Linked DNA regions of Mus musculus: region 1 is linked to region 2. Evidence: chromatin contacts called from public HiChIP or PLAC-seq data. All regions are on one chromosome and are shown on one strand. Each heading gives the region's core, a stretch centred on a gene start, on an enhancer-like site or on the middle of the called end of the contact. The rest is flanking DNA. Distances are from core to core; before and after follow the strand shown.

Evidence for each region. HiChIP or PLAC-seq counts read pairs in DNA pulled down with a chosen protein or histone mark.
Region 1: a contact with region 2 is called in a FOXA1 HiChIP or PLAC-seq map of pancreatic cancer cells. The contact joins the promoter of Pitpnm3 here to the promoter of Spns2 in region 2. A contact is called at or near these places in 2 of 484 Hi-C or Micro-C datasets (both in embryonic stem cells), 1 of 115 datasets of contacts at active chromatin or transcription factors (pancreatic cancer cells) and 1 of 9 other capture datasets (embryonic stem cells).

The regions. Positions count from the first base shown.
Region 1 is chr11:72,133,844-72,141,003 of GRCm38.p6, reverse strand. It overlaps Pitpnm3 (PITPNM family member 3), which reads left to right and starts at 5,115. Exons shown (of 20, transcript NM_001024927.2): 1 at 5,115-5,350. The coding sequence starts at 5,329.
Region 2 is chr11:72,487,198-72,493,607 of GRCm38.p6, reverse strand. It overlaps Spns2 (spinster homolog 2), which reads left to right and starts at 3,688. Exons shown (of 13, transcript NM_153060.3): 1 at 3,688-4,182. The coding sequence starts at 3,813.

The DNA of each region.
Region 1 (7,160 bases), core at 3,866-6,365, 350 kb after region 2:
GCAGGGTGTGTGTGTGTGTGAGATGAGGCAGGCCTGGGGGAAGTGATGTCAGATATCAGAACACCTAGATGTGCTGGTCCCAGCACTGTGCTGCTGGGCACTTCCAAGAGTGCCCAGCAGAAAGCCAATGCTGCTGGGACTTTGAGATTTTTTTTTTTTTTCCCAGCACCAGACATAATTGGAAAACAGCAGGACTTGCCTGGGGCCAGTGTTAACAGTCTGGACCTTAAACAAATGCAAAGCACAGGCCCACCTACAGAAAAACTGTGGGCGTCATTCCATGGGCAGGAAGAGGGGGTCCTGGCACAGCCAACTGGACAGCTGTATGAACTAAACTCTCTCTACCATCCTTCCGATTATGTCTGCTGCATCCACTCCACCTGTCTCCCCGGATACCCTCTTGTTTTGAAAAACTCACCCATCACCTCTTGAGACCTCCTCTCCAAAATCTTATCTACCAGCACCACCCACTCAGTCAGATGGAAGACCACTGATGTGGGGGGAAAAAAATCTCAGTTCCTGAAGTCAAATCCTGACAGAGCACAGGTGAGACGGGTCATCCATTACTGGATGCTTGCCAGGGAAGCTGGGTGACCTCAGTGTGATCCTTGGACCCGGCAGAGTGGTGGGAGGAGAGAACTGCCTCTGTATGCTCGCCGTGGGGGGTGTGGCATAGGCCATGACAATAAAGAATATTTATGTGAAGTGTTTTACACTTACTTACTTTATTTCATGGTCAGACGCGGGCATCAGATTCACTGGAACTGGAGTTTTAGTTGTGAGCCATTATATGAGTGCTGGGGGCCTCCTAACCTGGGTCTCTGGTTAGTTATATAGTTATATAGCATATAACTATATATTATATAGCATATAATATGTTTCTTATATTGTATATGTTTATTATATATTATATATGTTTATTATATTTATATATATATTTTTAAAATCTGACAAGATTCAGCTCAACAGGTCTGTCTTCCTCCCCTTTCTCTTTCTTCCTTTTCCTTCCTTCCTTCCTTCCTTCCTTCCTTCCTTCCTTCCTTCCTTCCTTCCTTCCTTCCTTCCTTCCTCCTCCCTTCTTTCCAGCTTTCTTTAAATTCTTAGGATGGTAGCCACATTTGGCCAGTTCAACAGACTCAGCAGGTTGTTCCCAGCATCCTTTGAATACACAAGGTGTGCATGTCGCTTCTAGTGTCTGCAGCCCTCTCTGGTGGGAACAGTGTGAAGGAAGTCACTAATCAGAAAATACATTTGGCTTCTCTATGAGGTAGGGGTCTGTCTTGCCTGCAATCTTCACACACCGGGATCTCGGCATTGATGTTAAAAGAATCTTTCTACTTCTTCAAGAGCCTCTGCGTGCCACAGGCCTTCCTTATGGTATCTGCCTTGAGGGTAAGGCCATGGACACCCACATAACTAGGGAGATGGCTCTCACCATGGAAATTAGGACAGGCATGGTTCTATCCTTCTTGGGATGAAGGTGGACGCACACAGTCAATAAGTCCTAGCTGTCAGGAAGGAGAGGAAGGAAGGGCACAAGGATAGGATGCACTACACTTTGTCCCGGACTCCAGGCAGAACTAGGGCAGCCTAGAGTGAGAGATGAGGACAAGAACAGACTGGCTACTCCCAGAGATGTCCCAGGAATCCCTAAGAGCAACTTGGTGTGGCACTGTTCTGTGACTGAGGCAGTTCCTGTAGGCATGAATGGCGGTTGAGGGATCTGAAAGTCTGGGGAGTTAACTAGTAAAGAGAAGCCGACAAGGGCTAAAGCCAGCCAGAAGGCCCCTGAAGAAGGGATCTGCCAAGGGTAATGATGCATTAGTGGCAAGGAAGGGCACTGGGGGAAATGAGAAATGGGGCTGTGGAAACTTCCAAGTGGCAACACAAGCTGGGAGCTTGGGAGAGACATGGAGAAAGGGTACCAGGCCTCAGATGTGCTTGCCCAACTTTGCTCATCTCATCTTGGCTGTGGCTCAGAGTCCCAGCTGCAAAGGCCATTGTGAGTTGCCATGAACCTGCCACATGGCCCCCTGCTTGCTGGTCAGGTATACTTTTGCTAACAGGCATGATGGGGCCCCAAGGCCACCACCCAGTAGAGTCCGTTCCAGGGTGGCAGAGACACAGTGGCTCTATTGAGTGACTGTGTTGTTCTTGAGAGTTGCCATTGGAGAGTTGAGCAGACGCCGTAGCCAAGCCCAGATGGTGTGGTAAGGCCCAACTCTATCAGTCTTTACAACCAAGTCCAGAAAGAAAATGAGCTGGGCCCTGCCTGCCTGGCTTTCCTTGTGGTCACGCTGGCTCCCAGCTCTTGCTTATTATTCCAAAGACTTGAATACCATTTCTCCGGGACTGGTAGTCAAGCCTAGGGTCTGGCTAGTGAAGGGATCATCCCGACACCAGACCCCCTCTGCCTACCTACCTGGACCACATCTGCGCCTAAGCCTAGTCTGGCCCCTGTTCCTTCTCTCCAGTTATCCAGGTTTTAATATTTGCCTGGGCTGGCTGCAAAGTGGTTGGCCACTATCATGGCAGAAGCACTGTGAACCCAGAGAAGGAAGCCCAGAGACAGTCACAGTCTCATTAGGAGCTGGAGGCCTAGGAGACACCACAGGCTCCAACTCCTCCCTCCACCAGGCAGTGAGGTCAGCTGCTGCAAATTGCTAGTTATTCTTTTCTTCAATTAAGGACAATTCTTCTGATACAGGAAGTTAACTCCCACCAGCTAATCTAACAGCCTTGAGTCCCGATGTGTCTGCTCTGTCTGAAGGCAGGCCAGAGCTGCCTTGACAGTCACTCCAGGTCTGTGCAAAGAAGCTGCCTGAGAGGCCAGGCTGTGCAAGCCCTACTGGGCTCCATGCCCACCTCTCAGGGGAGCCTCACACTGGGAGGGGTTGCAGGGAAGGCATAGAGGGGGAGCCAGGTAGCTTGCTTATAGAATGTGAGATGCTTTGCAAGTACCTATCTGCTTGGCACCTCACCTGTATGGTCCACCCACCCCTTCCCAAGGCCAGTAGTCTAGGATTTGGGATGGACAAACTCAGAGAGGAAAGTCTTAGGGGCTCCTATCACTAGTAAGCAGATATGTTTTCCTGGGTCTGTGTCCATGTGAATATGCACACAGATATTCATATACACATCTACTCATGTACATACATGCACACACACATACACACACACACACACACACACATACACACACATATATACACACACACATACACACACACACAGCTATGCCAGGAAACAGGACTGCTGTCAACCTGTGGTCACTGTTCCTGCTGAGAGCCACAACCTGGGGAGGTACTTAGGCCTAACTGTGTCCCTTCTGTGACAGGTTCATTATGTCTTCTGTAGTCAGTGGTGTCCACTGTCACTACTTATGGACCCACAGACCAGGTGGCCAAATGGAGACATTATACAAACTGCTAAGCTTCTGAAATTCCCAGAGCCTCAGGGAAGTGTAAGAAGGAGGAGACCCAGAGGGACAGAGCTCAGGCCTGAAATGGAATTCTGTAGGACAGTGAATTGTCTTAGCCTGTTTCCTCTGCATAAAGTGGGGTGACACAGTACACCCCAGAGGGTACATCCAGACTTAACAAAAGTTCACACAGAAAGCCACACAGACTGCAGTTCCAATATGGGGGAGCACTCCAGAGTTAGAGGTAGAAAGGTGGTATCCGTGCCCTCCCTGCTAGTAGCCAGTGGCCTGAGATGGTGAACAGCTTTGGATCCAGGACTTTGGGGCTTCTGAACTTCCATGTCTACAAGATGTGTTGCTGTCCCACTCTGGAGTCCTTGGGACTAAAGGGTTTTTTGAGAGGTGAGACAGTCATAGCTAAAACTAAGATGGAGAATCTTTGTCAAAGCATGCTAGCTAGCTGTCGTGAGTGAAGGCACGTTGTTCGGTCTGCACAGAGGACCCTAGGAAAGCCTGGTTTGGTAGATGAGGCATCAGAAAGCAGGGAGAGGTCCATGAGTAGGCGATACAGACTTCCTTTCGCTGAGGTGAAGAACTTTGTTGCTGCTAGCTCTGTGCAAAAGTTTCGGGAAGACTCTTGCCTGAGGCTGAGCCTTTGATAGACTAAAGAGGGAGTGTAAGGCTGATTAACCTGGATAGGCTGAAGGAGTCAAAGCCCAGAAATGGGTGTGTCCCGTAGAGGCCCCTTGTGTGCTTTGTTTCTATGGGGCAGTGGATGGGGCACTTAAGTCCTGGCTGGCCTAGGGGTGGAACTGTCTAGTGCCCAGTGTGGGTGCTTGGCTGCAGACTGTGGGAGAAAAACAGGCTTCAGGGAAGGCCCAACAGTCCTCTAAGGAGCCTAGCCCTCACCCTAACCGTCAGCAGGGAGGAAGTGGCCTCGCCTGGAACTGAGCTAGGGAGCCGACTGCTCTCTCCAGGACCCTACCTTCTAGGCCCCATCTAAAACGACTGACCATCTCCTGTGGATCCCCTGACTGCAGTGGGCAGAAACCACAATTTAAATGTCTCAGGAGGCCCGCTAATTAGAATGTCAGCACTTCTGTGAGAAAGTGTTAGGGGGACACACTGCTTTCTGCCAGGCTCCCCACAAACTCTGCTTAGCGTTTACTGGCAGGTGGGGTTTGCAGGTTTAACGGATCCTTTAGTGCTAAAGGACAAAAGCTTTCCTCTCTTGAGACTAGAGCAGATGCAGGCATCCAGCATCCCTGGAGTTGGGAGCTGATGGAGAAGTCCCCTCTCATCTCTGCGAGACTTCGTTCTAGGTTTCTCAGTCTCCTGGGTCCTGGTCTTCCTTGCTCTCCCTGTCCTCACAGACTCTAGCCAGCTCCGATTTCCTTGAATTTCTCTCTCTCCCAAGGGTGTTTCTGCCCTAGGAGCGCCTCTTTCTGGTGCCTTGTCTCAGGGTCACTGCGCCCCAGGCTCGCAGTCCATGTCTTCATCCCTGCCTGGCCCGCAGCGTCTCCGAGCTGTAATCCGGAGTCTGTCTACGTCTGTCTTTCAGCGAGGGTCGGGGTCTCAGTGGCCGCAATCAGTGGGCTGCGCCTCCCGCGCGCTGCGGTGGCCGCGCGGCTCCGGGCGGGGGTGCGGGCCCGCGGGGGCGGTGTCGGGCGCCTTCCGTCGTCAGTCCCTCCCCGGCGGCGCGGAGGGGGGGCGGCGCGGTCGCCGCTCGGCTCCTTTAAGGGAGCGGGAGGGAGCGGCGAGGCGGCGGCGGTTGCGGTGGAGGCGGCCGAGCGAGCGGGGCGGGGGCGCGGGGCGCGGCGCCCGGAGAGTCCGCTCCGGCCGAAGGCGCCGGGGCCCGGCCGGGAGCGAGCAGCGCCGGCAGCACAGCGGAGCCCGCCGCCCGGGACATGGCCAAGGCGGGCAGCGCAGGTGAGCGCGGCGCGGGGCGCTCGGCGGGTGGCGGGAGGGATCGCTCGGCCCAGGTGAGCCCCCCAACCAGGTGGGCGGAGGCACAGTGACCGCGGCGACCCGCCCGGACCCCGGGGCGTGCATAAGGGGCTCCGCGCGCCCTGCGTCCTTCCCGCGCCCCCAGTCACCTCGTGGGACACCGCATCCCGCTTGCCCCGCTGCACTGGGTCAGGTCCACGGCTCCTCAGTCCAGTCGGCAGTTCGGAGCTGTCGCTGCCCTCCGGGAGACCGGGGGAGTAGACCCCGGCACCGGAACCCAAAGGGGATGTCCCGCGGTCGCTGATCCATCCCACGCCCCAACAAACCAGGACGCGCCCCCTTGTCCTGTCACTCTCTATCTTGGATGCGACAGTCCCCCGCCCCTGCCACCAGCTGGGTTAAGAGACCCAGATTACTGGTCCCGTCGCTGGAGGGGTACACTATGGCTGGGGAGCCTCCCCGCCTCCCACCTGACCCAGAGGCAGAGCCTCAGGTGCCGGGCTAGGCAGGCGGGGCCTCTGTTGGGGTCCCATGGGCTCGGCTCTCCTGCAAGCTCAGAGCTGTAGCCCAAGGATCCCAGGGAGTAGGTGTTAGTCGTCCCTTCATTCATCCAGTCAGGCGTTCATTCACCAGCATCTGCTCTGATGTCAGGCCCTGTGAGTTGGTTAGGACCTGGAGGGGACCAGGTTTAGCCCCGGACTCCCCACTCTGTGCCCTGGACCCCTACAGTGCCCTAAAAGGCCAAGTTGAGGAAAGCCAGTGTTCATAGGGCTGGCCACAAATGGATGAGGCTGGTCTCAACAGTCCTGAGCTTGGGAGCTCTGGCGTGTGAGAATCTGCCATGAACTCACTCCCAGCCTGTGACGTTGGCAGGTGCCATGCCATCCCCGTGGGGCCTGGTGTGAACCCCACTTCTCCACCCATAGGCATGGCAAAGATGGAATGAACATGACCACCTGCCCGCACTCTAGATGTGAGTGCCATTGAACTGCCTGCGACCCTGGGACAGGTCCCAATCCTTGGCATGGACTGGCCTTGTGACTCAGGTGTGGCAGAGGAATCCTGTGAGGGAGAGGCTGTTTGTGTGAGACAGCATAAGCAAATGCATCTAAACACCCCCTTTCCCACTTCCCTCCCCTCCCCTCCCGAGGGAGGCACAGTGAGATGACACCAGGAGGCTGGAAAAGGCTCTCTGCTCCCTTCTTTCTCCTGCCTTGGTCCCTCCCCACCCCTGCTCTTCATAAAGGAAGAGCATGCGTCTCTGCTACCCATTCTACATGTGCTCATGTGTGAGCACAGGTCTGGACGTCCGGATCCAGGTCTCTTGCCAGGGCACCACAGTAGCAAGAGTAGTTAGAGAAATCTCTTCTTGACCTGTGTACCAGGTAACATACTTAAGCCCTTTACTGCCCCATGATTCTGAGAAGTAGGAAGGTACTCCCCTTTTAAAGCCCTTGGAAGCAAATAGCTCCCTGAAGATGGCTGGGAGGGTCTAGGTGAGCCTGGATGCAAGACCAAGGTTTTTTTTGGTTTTGTTTTGTTTTGCTTTTGTTTTTTTGGATGCTAAGGAATCTTTCTACTCCCCTCCTCATTCTGGGAGAAGGGCAGCCCCAGGTCCTATGAATTGGATTGTGGGTCTTTTGGTCCCTAGCTGAGATCCATGGGGAGAGTGCCCTGCAGAAGGTGAAGAAATGGCCAGGCCTCCCAAGACTGCTGCCTGGGGCTGCTCTACAACTTTTCCATTTCACAGTCTCAGTCCTTTCCCTCAGAGCAAGCCAGACTTCCCTCCTCT
Region 2 (6,410 bases), core at 2,439-4,938:
TGGGTGACTTGATGGTGAGCACCATCTAGAGCGGTGGTCAGGGTATCACAAACAGATGTGCGATCACTGAGACCCCATGTGTAAGTGAAGGATGCCCAAAGGGCGTGCAAGTGATAAGAGAAGCTACCACAGCCTAAGCCAGGGAGATGCTACCATGTGGAGATGCCAGAGGTGAGAGGAACAGATCTCTAGATCACCAGCCTTGATGGAGCTCATTGTATGTTCTCACAGAATGGTCTGTAGAGCCGTAGAGCCATCATAGTCTTACAAACTGTCTGTGGGCATATGGTAGCTTCTCCCTGCTTCTGAGAGACTTGCAATGCACACACTCATTATCCAGGCTAGTTTCCATTACTGTGACAAAACATCGTGACCAAAGACGACTTGGGGGAGAAAGGATTTATTTTACTTACACTTACACACCACAGTCCATTATTGACAGAAGTCAGGGTGGAAACTCAAGGCAGAAACCTGAAGTCAGGAACTGAAGCGGAGTCCATGGAGAAACACTTCTTACTTTATGTCCTTTGTGGTTTGATCAGCCTGCTTTCTTATTGCACCCAGGGCCACCTACCCAGGGATGACACCACCATGGTGGGCTGGGCACTCCTACATAAATCATTAATCAAGAAAATGCACCCCAGGCTTGCCCACATACCGATTTAGTGGAGGCAGTTACTTAGTTGAGGTTCTTTATTCCAAAACGTCTGTAGGTTGTGTTAAGTTGACATAAATTTAGCCAGCACAGTCATAGCAAAGGATCTGAGACGTCTCTCAATAAGGAAATATCTCTGTTTACCCTACCGTTTCCCAAATATAGTTATCCTTGGAGTAATAGCACCTAATGTTCTGACCTAACTTGTTTTGGAATTTGTTGTTAAGAAAAGGTCACACTGTGTGGGTCACACTGGCCTGGAACTTGCAATCCTCCAGCCTCAGTTTCTCTGGTTCTGGATTATAGGTATGTGCTAGCTCTTGTGTGGCAGTTACAGTGTGGAGCAGATGAATGAATATCAGAAGGTCCTGGAGCCACTGCTGAGTTCAGATTCTCATCCTGTCCAGAAGAAAAGAGTTCTGAAGAAGATGTGGGTAGAATGATGGCTAACCAGGAAGGTACTGACTTAGGAGGTAGCCATAAGAGAGCTTAGGAGCTTAGGAGGGCAGACTGCTTCTTTCTCCAGAGTCTCTCAGTATCCTTGCCACAGAGACAGAAATAATAGCACACAGGTCTGAAGGACATAGTGGCTCATACCTTTAATCCCAGCACTTGGGAGGAAGAAACAGGCAGACCTCTATGAGTTTCGAGGTCAGCCTGGTTTACACAGTGAGTTCCAGGACAGCCAGGACTCTACCTCAACCCCTCTCCAAAACAAACAATACCCAGAGGCCCATCCTATGGTCTTAGGATGCTGCCAGGAGTTCTCACAAAGCCCTCATCTGTGCGCAGCCACACAGCCAGAAAGAGCTTATTGTTTCTATCGCCCTGCCCATGGGTTGGGGCCCTTTATCTTACACAGGATCAACTCCAGAAACTGCCTTTAAGTTAGAAGTCTCATAATAGGAATGGATGGCTTGCTTGGTGGCCCCACATATGAAGGACTCAAAAGACTGCCCTCTTTTCCTACTCTAGAATTCAACCAGGGGTGGAGATGAAGGGCAGTGGATCAAAACCAAAACTGGCCTTGCAGGCCAGGGTTGTGAAAGGGTGAGAGTTCAGGGGTGGGAAATTGAGACGCAGCCTGGGTAGAGTGCAAAGCCATCGTGCAGAGCCTCCTTCACAGATACACAGCTGGGCAGCATCCACAGCAGACATGGTCCTCTCGCTTGGCACAGCCACACAGATCTGGCCCCATGGAGCTTCTGGGTCTGTGCTTGTCTGCTAATCACCTGTTATCCCTGGCCACGCATTGAAACCCCCCCCACCCCCGCCCCCCGACTGACTTTACAGGCCAGAATCCAGCCAGCTGGAAAGAGGCAGCAGGCAACTTTCAGAATGAAATCTGTTTTCCTAACCTTCCGTCACAGTCATTCATACTCAACACGCCGAAGCATATTTTTAGTCAGTTCACAGAATTTAAAAGACACCTTGAAGGCGCCAAGAAACACCAGCTTGGGGATTAACTCTGCTCACTAAGACAGTGGAGTGTGTGTGTGTGTTCGTGTGTGTGTGTGTGTGTGTGTGTGTGTGTGTGTGTGTGTGTGTGTGTATGTGTGTGTGTGTGTGCTTGAGTGCCTTATGCTTTGTCATCCGTTGGCTATGCCATGACTCACTGTGGTTGACACCTTCACAAGATGTTCCTGTTGTGGACGTGGGCTCTGGAGCAGCCTGCACTAGCAAGATGATTTCAGGGCCCTGGCTTCGTACCAACCAGACCATTGACTAGTTGTCTGTTTATGACGGGTCACCTTGGTGACCTGAAGTCTGTCTGTGAAACAGACAGAAACCACTGGATATCTGAGGGGCTGAATTAAGTCTCCCCTGACTCTCTCATTTGAACCAAGGGTTTGGCACATACTAGGGAGAACATGCTATACTGGGTTTTAACTTCTTTCTTTCCTTTTACATATTTATTTATTTAGAGACGTGTTGGCCTGGACTCGCTGGCCTGGAACCTCGGAGTTTCACCTGCCTCTGCCTCCCAAATGATGGACTTACAAGAGAAGACTGTTCTTTACACAGAAGCTACCTAGCCATTCTCCAGAACTGACAACCCCCCCCCCCCCAACGTGCTCAACTACCTGGACTATATTCCCCCAATAGAAACAAAGACCCAGAAAGATAGAGGTTTCGTCCAATGTTAAGCCACACGCAAGAGCAGATATAGGCTAGGATCCAGCTTTCCAACTTTCACTAAGGGTTTTGGGGAGATGGTACCCCCCTCAAAGGCTTTTTCTGCTCCATCCCCTCTCCTTCTCGTTTGTCTGAGATTGGATCTCTCCTGACTCAGCCTCCCAAACGCTGGGGTTACAGGTGTAGGACACCCTGCCTGGCATTGAGGAGGCCCTCCTGGTTCTTTTGGGCTCTAATCCGAGCCCTGGTTCTCACAAGCTCCACTCTATGGGGGGTAGAGATATGGTCAGAGTGAGCCCAGGTCATAGCATGGAGGTGCTTCTCTATAGAGGAGAGCAATGGACCTTCATGAGGTCTGTGTCCTGGGTCCACCAATCATGTTTCTTAGGCAGCGCTGCCTAAACAGACTGAATTAAGGTGAGTAACTGTTGGAGTCAGCTCTACAACAGGTTCCCCAGTTTTGACCATCTGAGACTTTTTTTTTTTAATGCGTAGCTTAAGCCATGGGCCTTCCTCGGCCTCAGCCAGGGGTCCTCTCCCATCGCAGGGGCAGGGTGGAAGTTGAGTAGGGTCTGGGGTACCCTTCTTCCCTCACCTAAATCCTAATCGGTGCTGCAGCTCCCCGCAATCGCTTCCTGATCCCCGAGGGTTCCGTGGCCGCAGCGCTACTGCGTGACTTGCGCCCCCGTCAGGCGGGTGGGGCTGTGCGGCCAGGCGCCCCCGCACCCCCCGGGGCAGCACGTGCGGGGCGGGGCTGTGGCTTGAGCCCGGAGGTGATTGGGCACACGAGCTTGGTGGGCGGGGCCGGCCGCAGCTGTCAGAGCCGCCGGGGCCGCGCGTCTCACTGACTGAACAGTAGCAGCGGCGCAGCCAGGGCTGGAGCCCGAGCGCAGAAGCGGACGGGCCGGGCCGGGATGGTGCAGCGGCGGCTCCGCGGCGCGCGCACGCACTGAGCGGGCCCGGGCTGGGCCTCGCGTCCCCCGAGCCCCCCGCGCCCCCCGCCGCCCCGGCCCGGGCCGGCATGATGTGCCTGGAATGCGCCTCGGCGGCGGCGGGCGGCGCGGAGGAGGAGGAGGCGGACGCCGAGCGGCGGCGCCGGCGCCGGGGGGCGCAGCCAGGGGCTGGAGGTAGCGCTTGCTGCGGGGCGCGGGGTGTTGGGGGCGCTGGAGTCGTGTCCGCCGACGAAGAGGTGCAGACGTTGTCCGGCAGCGTGAGGCGGGTCCCGTCCGGACTCCCCAGCATCCCCAGCACCCCTGGCTGCGCAGCAGCTGCCAAGGGCCCCAGCGCGCCGCAGCCCAAACCGGCCAGCTTAGGCCGAGGGCGGGGGGCAGCTGCTGCCATCCTGAGTTTAGGCAACGTGCTCAACTACCTGGACAGGTACACTGTGGCAGGTGAGCAAATGCCCCATCTAGCCCGAGGACCAGGGCCCTTCCATCCCAGATGCCCTAGGGAGCTTTTGGTTGCCAGCTCCCTAGATCCAAGCCCTCTGGAGAGTCCCTAAGGACCCTCTGTTCAAGCGATGCTTTGGCGTTCCATGGGTCCAATCCAAAGCACCCCACGCTCCCCGTGTTAGGGATTGGTGGAGTTTCCACCCCTGGAGCAGCTTGTGAGCCTTCGCCAAGCCCTTGACGGCTCATCCGTTGTCCTCCCAGAGTCTCCTCTGCGTCTCTCTTGCCTTATCGCCTGTGCGCCCCCTTCCTCCACAGCCGCAGGTTCCCCGGCCTCTCCTCCTTTTCCCTTAGTCCAGGCCGTCTGTGCTTGCACGGCCCGTCTGTTCCTTCTTTCCTCGGTCTCAGCCACCCCCCTGCATGCGTGCGGCCAGTGTGTGCGCCTCTTGCGGGTGTGCGCCAGGCAGCCGGAGTGTGCGCGCGCGTGGCAGCGCGGATATGTGTGTGTGAGCTTGTAAGCGCGTGGCTGACAAAGGCTCGGGCCTGCGGGGAGCCGAGGGAGGGGCGGGGCGGGTCCGTGCCGCCTGGGGACCCAGGATGCGGTTTGCAGCTGGCCCTGGCTTGAGGCCTGGAGACGCCTCCTTCTGCTCCATGGCGCTTGGAGCCTGGAGCAGGGCATAGGCCTGGGGGCGGGGGCTGGGGGGGTTGGTCTAAAGAGAGGCAGCCTCATGCTCCTTGAGCATCTCTGCGACTCAACCCCAGGTTTGAGACTGAAATGGATACAACTGGGTTTCTATCCTGAATGTGCTTAATGTGTGTGTGACCTTGGGCCAGTTTCAGCTTGTGTTTAGGTCTGTTTCCGTTTGTGAATTGATTGATCCCTGGGCCTCTTAGTGTGGATGTGACTCTGGGATTCTATTCTGCTGGCGTCTCTCCCTGTCTTCACAGGGGTCAAGACGTAGGGACCTGTCCTAGAGCTGGCCCTGCCTGAGGATAATGTAGCTTTGAAAAGAAACACTGGTTAGGCTGGTCTCCGGGGCTCCCGGTGGAGGAGTGCAGTTGTGTGTGTGTGTGGTGGGGGGGACCCAACATTCTATCCCACAACCTAATATGAAAGAGGGGAGAGGAAAGGGGAAGAGAGATGATTTGGATATTTTGTGCCTCACTAAAGAAAACTCAGGGATGATTGGGAAAAGAGAGCCCTGACATAAACCACACAACCACATGCCACCTGGGTACTTGGGTGTTCTTTTGGGGGCCTTAGTCTTTTCCTATCTTGGATAGTTTTGTGTCAAGTGGAAGGAAAGAACTCTGCCCCTCTCCCACCTTGCATGTACACCCACCCACCTGCTCTCTGTCCCTTCCTGGGGGTAAACATGAAGTAGGTGCCAGTGGCATCAATTTTTGGGTCAGGCTGTCCCAAGAGACTGTTCCCTTGCTCTAGTAAGCAAGAGCATGGTGTACCCTCAAGTGTGCCAACCTACCACGCATACGCATGTGATGTGCTGCCTAGGGCTCAGGGTGTTAGGTGCCCACCCTGTGAGGACAAGCCAGAGAACATTGGAGGCCCTCACTTTGCAAACCAGGCTCTTTCCAGCTGGGGGAAGTCAGGCCCTTGGTTAGCCCTATCCAAGATTGCCCAGTGAGGTGATCAGCAAAGCAGGTGTTAGACTTCCCCTTTACCCCCACCTCACTCCCAGCCTGGCCTGAGTCTCTTCTCTCTCTTTGGAAGTATTGTTGTGGCTTTTAGTTCTGTCCTGGTCGTTTTTTATTATGGCCTCAGGCCACTTCTTCTGAGGTTCCTAGAGGAACCCATGGCCAGGGGGGCAGAGAGGGGAAGGTAGGATCAAGGAGTGGGTTCTTATCTACCTTTGCCAATACTTGGGTCAGAGCGGGAGAATTAGATAGCAGATTTCTGGTAAACTGATTGGGGCAGGGGGCAATGCAGTTGGGGAGGGAGGCCTGGAAGGCTCTGGACGTACACTGCCTGAGCTGTGTATCTTTCAGTGTCCTGCCCAGGGTTGTAAGCTTGTGCACTACCCCCACTCCACCCCCACCCCACAGACATCATTTCCTCTCCGGATAAGCCTGCCTCCCTTTCTTTATGATGGCCTTCCCTCCCCCTGCCCCTGAGTTCAGTTTTTAGGAATATTTACAATCTCTATGGTGACTACCATGGCTTTCAGGGTCTTGTGCCAGGACCCGAGTCCACCTGTTGTCTGCTGGTCCTG